Linked DNA regions of Sus scrofa: region 1 is linked to region 2. Evidence: chromatin contacts called from public Hi-C data. All regions are on one chromosome and are shown on one strand. Each heading gives the region's core, a stretch centred on a gene start, on an enhancer-like site or on the middle of the called end of the contact. The rest is flanking DNA. Distances are from core to core; before and after follow the strand shown.

What was found. Hi-C and Micro-C count contacts between places; a contact is called where the count stands out from the background.
Region 1: a Hi-C map of liver shows a contact between it and region 2, with 1.8 times the contacts expected there. The contact joins the promoter of HSPB9 here to the promoter of GHDC in region 2. A contact is called at or near these places in 5 of 5 promoter capture datasets (fetal liver, fetal skeletal muscle, liver and 1 more), 31 of 47 Hi-C or Micro-C datasets (adipose tissue, alveolar macrophages, blood and 16 more) and 2 of 2 datasets of contacts at active chromatin or transcription factors (alveolar macrophages and skeletal muscle).

What each region holds. Positions count from the first base shown.
Region 1 is chr12:20,635,675-20,639,954 of Sscrofa11.1, reverse strand. HSPB9 (heat shock protein beta-9) reads left to right here and starts at 1,560. Exons shown (of 1, transcript XM_003131404.4): 1 at 1,560-3,216. The coding sequence starts at 2,511. The coding sequence ends at 3,188. It overlaps KAT2A (histone acetyltransferase KAT2A), which reads right to left and starts at 1,462. Exons shown (of 18, transcript XM_013980960.2): 1 at 1,049-1,462; 2 at 786-909; 3 at 325-470; 4 at 126-215. The coding sequence starts at 1,387. It overlaps RAB5C (RAB5C, member RAS oncogene family), which reads right to left. Exons shown (of 6, transcript NM_001244254.1): 6 at 4,003-4,280.
Region 2 is chr12:20,577,732-20,582,611 of Sscrofa11.1, reverse strand. GHDC (GH3 domain containing) reads right to left here and starts at 1,584. Exons shown (of 10, transcript NM_001246239.1): 1 at 1,457-1,584; 2 at 1,235-1,323; 3 at 776-1,054; 4 at 355-476. The coding sequence starts at 1,040.

The DNA.
Region 1 (4,280 bases), core at 311-2,810, 57 kb before region 2:
CCTTCACACCCACCCTGAAGTTAGCGCAAGGCCTCTTCCTTTCTCTGAACCTGTCCCCTGTCCCCAGCTTGGCTCCCCACTCCTCCATTATACCTCCAACCATCTTACCACCTTCCTTGTCCCACCTGCTCGATATTAGGCTTCTCAAAAGGGGGGCTGCCCAGGGATCCCTCCACCACGGGCCGGGTCATCTGCAGGATGCACTTCCGCAGGAGCTGGAGGAAGAGGAAGAGGGAGGAGTAGAAGTCAGCGGAGCACAGAAAGGCAGACCCCCCCCACCCTCCCTCCTCTGCCCACTCACACTCTTCCTTCAAGGAAGCTCACCTTGAAGAGGTAGAAATAGACCTGCTTGGTGTCCGTGTCCTCCTCCTTATGAACAGACATGAACAGATTCTCCACATCTACCACCATCCCCAGCAGCCGGTTAATCTCATCCTCTGACACATTCTCCAGGTGGGACACGTGGTCAGCTGTAAGGACAAGTGGTGGTTGTGGAAAACTGATAGAAGGGATCGACAGGGCTTCCTGCTCCTCTTCACCACCAGCCAAGACGCATCCTCAGTCCCTCCGACCAGGGTGACCGGCAATGAGACTGCGGGCTCCTGTGTCAGCCCTGGGTGGTCTCTCTTCTGGACTGAGAGATCTCCTTTCTCCTCCCAACCCAATGCCTCCTCAGGAAGCATCTCGGATCTCTCAAAGATGAAGTTGTGTGGCACTTAAGTCATCCTGTCCAAGCAGGACCCAAGACCTCCACCCCCACCCCAGTTCCAAGGGTACTGCCTTACCCAAGGGGTGCTCACAGCTACGGCACAGCTCGCTCAGGTTGGCAGCTGGCTGCTGCAGGTCCATGCGGGGTGCAGTGGGGGGCTTGGGGTTTTTCCAGCCATTGCACTTGCAGGTTTCATTGGCCTGGAGACAGAAGGATCCGTCAATAACCCTGTAACCCCGGGACGAGAAGCGCTCCCCAATCAGAGCTTTGCCCCCTTGCCCACCCGAGCCCTGGGATGCCCCAAGCCCCGCCCCCTCTCGCCCCAGGCCCCGCCCCCACCTTGCAAGCCGAGAAGACCCCTAGCTTCTCAAGCTTCTTGGCGCGCGGCAGCCCCCGGACTTGCGCTTTCCTCTGGCTGGCGCGCTGCTGCTGGCTCAGGCCAGGGCGAGCCGGATCACCCCCGCTCCCGGTACCCCCACTTCCTACCCCGGGCCCCCCAGTCCCTGTGCTCCCGGCTGGGGCTGCAGCTGGGGCGGGGGCTGGTGCCGGAGTGGGAGCCGGAGTCGGGGCCGAAGCAGGGCTGAGAGCAGGAGTCGGAGTTGGGGCGGGGGCTGGGGACTGAAGGGGACGCGGCTGAGCGGCTGGGGCCGGGGTCGAGGCCTGGGAAGGTTCCGCCATGGCCTCCCCCGCTGCGGAGCGCGGCGCGGCGCGGCGCTCCCAGCCCTAGGGCCGCATGGGCAACCGGCGTTCGGTGCGCAGGCGTCGCTACCTTGGAGCATGATGGGAGTTGTAGTCTTTTCACAGCCGCTCTTCGCCTCCAGCTTCCAGACTTTTCTGTCCTCTTTCTTAAATCCGGGACAGCCAAGTGAGGCCCTACCTAGCACCCCAGATGGACTCCTCTAAACTTGTAATCTCTACGGAAGGCTTCCAAGATAGTCTAGATTGCTGTCCTGGTGGGAACAGGGAGAAGCATCCCACAAAGCAGGCTTCTCCGGGGTCTCGCCTCCCAAGCCCGGGAGAGAAGGTGTAGACCTGGAGGGCCTAGAGTCGCTTCGGCTTCTTGCCTCGCTCCCTCCCGTCCCCACACTGACCCTGTCCCGCGTACCTCCGGACGCGGACCTGCAGCTGGGGTGGCGATTAAATAGCAACAATACTATTTCTTGACCTGTGGAGGGGTTACACGAGTGTGTGTTCTCTTTGTGCATTTTTCTGTTTTACTTCAACAAAAAAAGGCTTATCATAAAAGCACTGAGGGCCAGAATAATGGCTGTGGCCCCTCAAAAAACTGCAGAGGTGGGGATGAGGTAGAGGCAGAGGAGGGCCTATGGGTGTGGCTCTCCTCTCACACCGTGGGCACTGGTGCCAGAGCCCAGCTCTGCGCCTGCCACCAGTAGGCCCAGGGTCAGATGAATGAAGGAAACCAGGAAGGTGCGTCCACCTTCCAAACCCTATGTGTCGCAGGATTGTGCATGGTCAGAGATCGGAAGGACATTCCTAGAATGGATGACCCTGTAGTCACACTCTGATGCTCTGTTCAGAGGGCAGGCCCCGCTTGCCCCCAGGCCGGATTCTCGCAAGGGCATGAGCCGGGCGGCTCAATCTCATCTCTGCTCGTGCTGCTGACGGCTCCAGGGTGGGGCTCACAGGCCGCCGGCCTCTTTTGGCCTATCCGTTTGGGTCACAGCCCCGGCAGGCCAGGGCCCTCTGACGGAGTTGGGGAAGGGCCCGAGCAAGGGGCAGGATCCGGGATAAAAGCAGCCGCGGAGGCGTCAGAGCGGTTGCCAACCTGACTCGTGGAGCTATGTGCATAGCTGATCCCAAATTCCGCGGAAGCGAAACTTGCCGGAAGCCAGGGGAGCCCCCTCAACAGAGCAGGCGCCGCGGGAGCGGGAGTGCAGCCGTTCCGGCCCGAGGCCCCCGCTCCCGGGGGCCCCCACGCCCTAGCCGAGCGCTACATTCGGAGCCTCGCGCTCTTCACCAGCAGTTGCTCTCTCGGATGCAGCGGGTCAGTAGCGGTCTCCCCAACGGGAGCCAGTCAGCTTCCCGATGTGCCAGCGTTGCCTTCACTGAACAGAACCAGGTGGCCACCCTGCCAGTGCAGCAGCTCACGGACGATGTGGCAGCTATGCGGGACAACGTCCATGCGGAGGATGGCTTCCAGATGAAGATGTATGCCCATGGCTTCACCCCCGAGGAGCTGGTGGTTCAGGTGGACGGTGGATGCCTGATGGTGACCGGCCAACGGCAACTGGAGGGCTGCAGCCCAGATGGGAGCGGCTTCCGCATGGCACAGAAGGTGCACCAGCAAATGCCACTACCACCAGGCCTGGATCCCGCCGCCATGACCTGCTGCCTGACACCCTCTGGCCAGCTGTGTGTTCGAGGCCAGTGCCGGGCGCTGCCTTGCCCTGAAGCCCAAACAGGACCGGCCCCAAGACTCAGGAGCCGCGGCTCTAAGAAGGGTTCCAAACTAGCCTGACCCAGTAAACAACCGTAGTGAGCAACAGCCTCGGTGTCCACGGTCTTTTCTTGGGATCGGGGTCAGAGGTGGAGCTACAAAGGGAGAGGGAGGCCGAGTGGCGGGCTCCGAGGGTGGCAGGAAAGGCGCCTTAAGATCGTGACCCACCATGCATCAGGCCTCTTGGGGCCTCCGGGGGAGGCGGGCGGGGGAGCGGGCAGTGTTTCACTCGGCTTGGCGCACTGCCTGAACCAGCAGCTCCAGCAGGGGGCAGCAGAGGGCCAGAAGGGTCCAAGCATTACTGATTCCAGAACCAGCAGAGGGCCCCTGAGAGACCAGGGATCAGACGGCGTGGACCTGGTGTGGGGCTGCCGTCTGGGCCATATGACCAGTCCAAGGTTCCAGAGGTCATTGGTGTTCCTTCTTCTTCAGGGGAGAAGATGAGAGGACCCATTCCCTCACCAGCCTAGCAGAGACGAATCAAAGAACCCCAGAGAGGGTGTTTCTGGTGTTCAGAGACCGTTTCCAAATACAGACTGCTCATCGGCCCAATATAATCTGGAGGGGATGGGGAAGAGGGAGATGCGGACCCTCAGCTTCAAACTAGGTGCGACTCAGGCCCAGCTCACTCTTACCCCCTCCACCCCACCAGAGCTGGTTAACAGCTGGCCTCTTTCTCTTGGTTGCCATGACCACCACCATCCCCTCACTTGAGAAGAAGAAAGCTTTTGTTTAATAAGATTTAGAGGTTCATTTTAAATTAACTTCAAGTAAGACAGAAAGGATATGGCCTCATAAAACTCTGCCAGAGAAAGACAAGAAAGACAAGCGGGAGGTCGATCGATCGGCTGACTATATTGACAAGATACTGATTGGTTACATGTTGAAGAAAACATACAATACAAAATACAGAAAAAGTTGGTTCCATCCCCTCCCACTCCCCCCCTTACCCGCCCCCCCCCAATACTCATCATCGTGATTTGGTCAGAACAGGGCTCAGAGCCAGAGGTCAGGGTGACCAAGGACGAGGGGGAAGGGGGCTGTGGGCAATGGGTTCGTGGCTGTCACAATAATGCTGTGGTAATGCTGTGGGTTCTCTCCCAGCTGTGAGTC
Region 2 (4,880 bases), core at 335-2,834:
CCTGAGCCCCCACTTCGGTGGATTTTTTTTTTTTCCCTTTTCTTTTTAGGGCCACACCCACGGCATATGGAGATTCTCAGGCTAGGGGTCAAATGGAAGCTAGAGCCCTGGCCTATTCCACAGCCACAGCAATGCCCGATCCAAACTGCATCTGTTCATGGCAACGCTGGATCCTTAACCCACTGAGCTAGGCCAGGGATTGAACCTGAATCCTCATGGATACTGGTCAGGTTCTTAACGCGCTGAGTTAAGTGGGAATTCTGGGTTTGGGTCCCCCCCCCCATCCTGATGGGAGGGTTTGGCTGCAATTAGGGGGGTCTCTGGTGGGGTCGGGCTCCAGCCTTCCCAGTTTACCTGCAGAGAGGCCTCCCCACAGTACTGGTTTGAGGTAGGGGGCAAGACCTGCCCCCTACCCTCTTCCTCCTGGACCTGGCTGGCCTTGGTCAGTGGAAGATGATTCCGGAAGGTGCTTATATCTGTAGCCCCAAAGACATCACAAAATCTTTATGAAGCCACAGAGTTCCCAAGAGTTTCAGGCCAAGACGGGTGACATCCTTGAGGAAGGAACCCGGAATAGGCCTGGGGGATGAGGGGCTACCAGGACCCAGGATGGGAAAATTCTCTTGACCATTCCTTAGCCTGGGTCAGATCTCTGGGTCAGGCCCCTCTGTGTTGGCAGAAGAAGCGGGGAGGGAGGTTTTCAGGTTTTGGAATCTGACTGTCCTATGGGGTTTCTTTCTCTTTGGGCCACCTCCCCACGCCTTGGGAAACACACCTGTGCTCCCCCTGAGGGGACAGCAGGGACCCTGGGCCCGCTGCAGACACCATCTCAGGGCCTGCTGCTGACTCTGGCCTGCGTGCAGCGTGCTCTGCTCCAGCCTCTTCTGCTGCCAGGCAGCTGCCCAGCACAGGACCCTCCATGCTACACGGTGCTGGAGGCAGACAAGCCAGGACAGCCTGGCATCCTGGGAGTGCCACCACCAGAGCATCACCAGTGGAGGCAGTAGCAGCAACAGCAGGAACAGCAGCAGCAGCAGCATCTCTAAGCCGCTCCCTAGGAGGAGGAAGGCCTCCGCATCGAGGGATTGTGAGGAGGAGGCGGGGACCATCCGTTTCCTCCCCCGCCCCTCCCCCTGGGGGGAATCAGTTAAAATGGAGGTTCGAGAAGCCAGGACCCCTGTCAGGCAGGTGAGACGCAGAGGAGAGAACATCAGGGCTCTGGGGCCACACTGACCTGAATCGGGATCCTGGCTCTGCCCCTGGTTAGCTGGCTGGCCCTGGGGATCTCAGCTCGCCGCTCTGAGCTCCGTCCCCTTCCCCTGTCTGTAAGATGGGAGTAATAACACCCTTCAGAAGGTGCAGGGAAGGCATGGCACGGTGCCTGGCACACAGCGGTTGCCTAACCGATGACACGCCTGGTCCATTCCCGAGTGGCTCTGCTTTGTCCAGGACCTACCCTCTCCCAGCATCGTGTCTCCCCCTGAGCCCCGAGCAGTGATTCCATGTCCCACATGCACCTGTCACAGCCCAAATGTGCCTCCGCCAGGCACCCAGGGTCCCCGCAGTGCTCCGTACAGCCTCAGTGCACAGCGGGCCAGAAAGCTGGGGCCACGACTTTAAAGGGCTGGGCCTGGACCGGGAAATCCGGCTGCTGGGCCTGAGGGAGGTGCTGGGAAGGGGGGGAGCTCTTAAAGGGGCAGGTCACCTAAGGACTGCCGGGCTGGGAGCTGGCCCAAGCTGGCAGGTGGAGGGAGGTTAGGGCCAGAGTAGCATGTGAAGGAAGAGGAAGCTGAGTGTGAAAAGACTGCCTCCAATCAGCTTGAGTGGGGAGTGGGGTGCACCCTATCCTGAAGTAGGTTCAAATTTGCTTCATTTTTTTTTTTTTTTTTTTTTGGTCTTTTTAGGGCCGCACTCGTGGCACATGGAGGTTCCCAGGCTAGGGGTCGAATTGGAGCTACAGCTGCTGGCCACAGCCATAGCCACAGCAATGCCAGATCCAAGCCGCATCTGCAACCTACACCACAGCTCACAGCAACACCGGATCCTTAACCCACTGAGCGAGGGCAGGGCTTGAATCTGTGTCCTCATGGATGCTAGTCAGATTCACTTCTGCTGAACCATGACGGGAACTTTCCAAATTTTTTTTTTAATAAACAGACTTTTATTGAGGTATCTCAGCTCCTTTTTTTTTTTTTTTTAAATCAGATTAGTCAGTTTGTAAAGAGGTTAACAATTCCTGTTCATCATAAGCTTCATTGACAAAAGTCTCACTATTCATTAGATTTGAGAACTGTTAAGAAACAGAATTTTTGGAATTCCTACTGTAGCACAATGGGACACAAGTTTGATCGCTGGCCCAACACAGTGGGTTAAAGATTGGGTGTATGCGACAACTGTGGCTTGGATCTGATCCCTGGGCCAGGAATTCCACATGCTGTGGGGCAGCCAAAACAAATGAACAAACTAACAAACAAACAAAACCCAGAATTTTCTCCAATCCAGAATTGCTCTCCAAAAAGGTGGTAGAGAAAGAAAATGCTTTCGTTATTGAATAAGCATTAAATTGGAGTGAGATGCGTCGCAGGCAATCAGCTGAAACTGCAAAGACCAAAAAAACCTCGCTCCCCTTTAAAGCCAGAGCCGGGCAGACGCCACCTGCTAACAGGTGTTCTCAAAATAACTAACTTTACCTGGTAATTGGGGCCACCACCTGGGTTAGCTTATTGGTTTTATCACAATAAACACAAACTTCTCCTATCGTTATGGCAGGAGGCAGTCCCACGGTTAAGTCCTCTCTCCTCCTGTGCCCTTGACCCAGGCTCTCAGACGCTAAAAGCCCTCTGTCTTGCAAACTCTCTTATTTTCACAGCTGAGCTCCTTTGCACAGGTCTGCTCTATCTGGCTACCCCACCTTGCTTTCACTCCTTTTTAGTTCTTATTTAGGCCTTGCACTTGATTTTAAAAAAAATAACAGCCTTATTAGATATAATTTACACATTTACATATACGAATCACCCATTTAAAGGGTCTAGTTCAGGAGTTCCCGCTGTGGTGCAACAGGATTGGCGGCATCTCTGCAGCGCTGGGATGCAGGTTTGAAGCCCGACCTGGCACATCAGGTTAAGAATTTGTCTTTGCCGCAGCTGCACAACCGTGGTTGGGATCTGATCCCTGGCCCGGGAATACCATATGCCGCAGGGCAGCAAAAAAAAAAAAAAAAAAAAAAAAAAAAAAAAAAAAGTGTACAATTCAATGGTTTCTAGCGTATTCATAGGTATGTTCAATACCATCAATTTTGTAACATTTTCATCACCCCCAAAATGACCCCAGGCCTTTGAGCTAACAAACCCAATCCCTCTCCACCCCTGGTGCTAAGCAGCCTCAAATCTATAGTCTCTTTTTATAGATTTGCCTATTCTGGACATTTCATGTAAATGGAATCAGAGAACACAGAGGTTTTTTTTTTTTTTTTTTTTTTTGCCTTTTTAGGGCCACATCCATAGCATATGGAGGTACCCAAGCTAAGGGGTAGAATCAGAGCCATAGCCGCCACATCTGAGCCACATCTGCAACCTACGCCACAACTCACGGCAATGCCGGATCCTTAACCCACTGACAGGCCAGGGATGGATACTGGTCAGTTACAAGGATAACTCCATACATGAGTTACCATTTTAACCATATTTATGCATCCACTTCGGTGGCATTAAGTACATTCACACTGTTGTACAGACATCACCATTGTCTAGCACCAACCCTTTTTCATCTTCCCAAACTGAAACTATGCTCATGAAACAATAATTCCCCATTCCTGCTTCCCCCAGCCTCTGGTATCCACTATCCTATTTTCTGTCTTTATGAATTTAATGATTGTAGGTGCCTAATATAAGGGGAATCATACAATACTTTCTATTTCCCTTAACACAATGTCTTCACGATTCATCCATATTGTAGCATGTGTCAAAATTCCCTTCCTTTTTTTTTTTTTTTTTTTTTTGGTCTTTTTAGGGTCACACCTGTGACATGTGGAGGTTCCCAGACTAGGGGTCAAATGGGAGCTGCAGCTGTCGGCCTACACCACAGCTCACGGCAATACCGGATCCTTAACCCACTGAGCAAGGCCAGGGGTCGAACCTGTGTCCCCATGGATGCTGGTCAGGTTCGTTTCCACTGAGCCATGACAGGAACTCCCTCCCTTCCTTTTAAAGGCTGAATAATGTTCTGCTGTGTGTATTTTTTTGTTTGTCCATTCATTCATTGACGGGCATTTGTGTTTTCACATTTTGGCTGTTGCAAATAGTGCTGCTATGAGCACAGGTGTACAAATGTTTGAGCCCCTGCTTTCAGTTCCTCTGAGTATATTCCCAGAAGGGGAAGTGCTGGATTATATGGTAATTCTATATTTGATTTTTTGAGGAACCACCATACTGTTTTCACAGCAGCTACACTATTTTACATGCCTACCTGTGATGCACAAGGCTTCCATTTTTTTTTCACATCCCCTACAATAGTTGCCATTTTCTGAGTTGTTTTTTTGTTTTGTTTTGTTTTTTTGTCTTTTCTAGGGCCGCTCCTGCGGCACATGGAGGTTCCCAGACCAGGGGTCCAATCGGAGCTGTAGCCGCCTGCCTTTTTTTTTGCTTTTAATTTATTATTATTATTATTTTTTTGTCTTTTTGCCATTTCTTGGGCTGCTCCCGCGGTATATGGAGGTTCCCAGGCTTGGGGTCGAATCGGAGCTATAGCCGCCGGCCTACACCACAGCCACAGCAACATCAGATCCGAGCTGCGTTTGCGACCTACACCACAGCTCATGGCAACGCCAGATCCTCCACCCACTGAGCAAGGCCAGGGATCGAACCCGAAACCTCATGATTCCT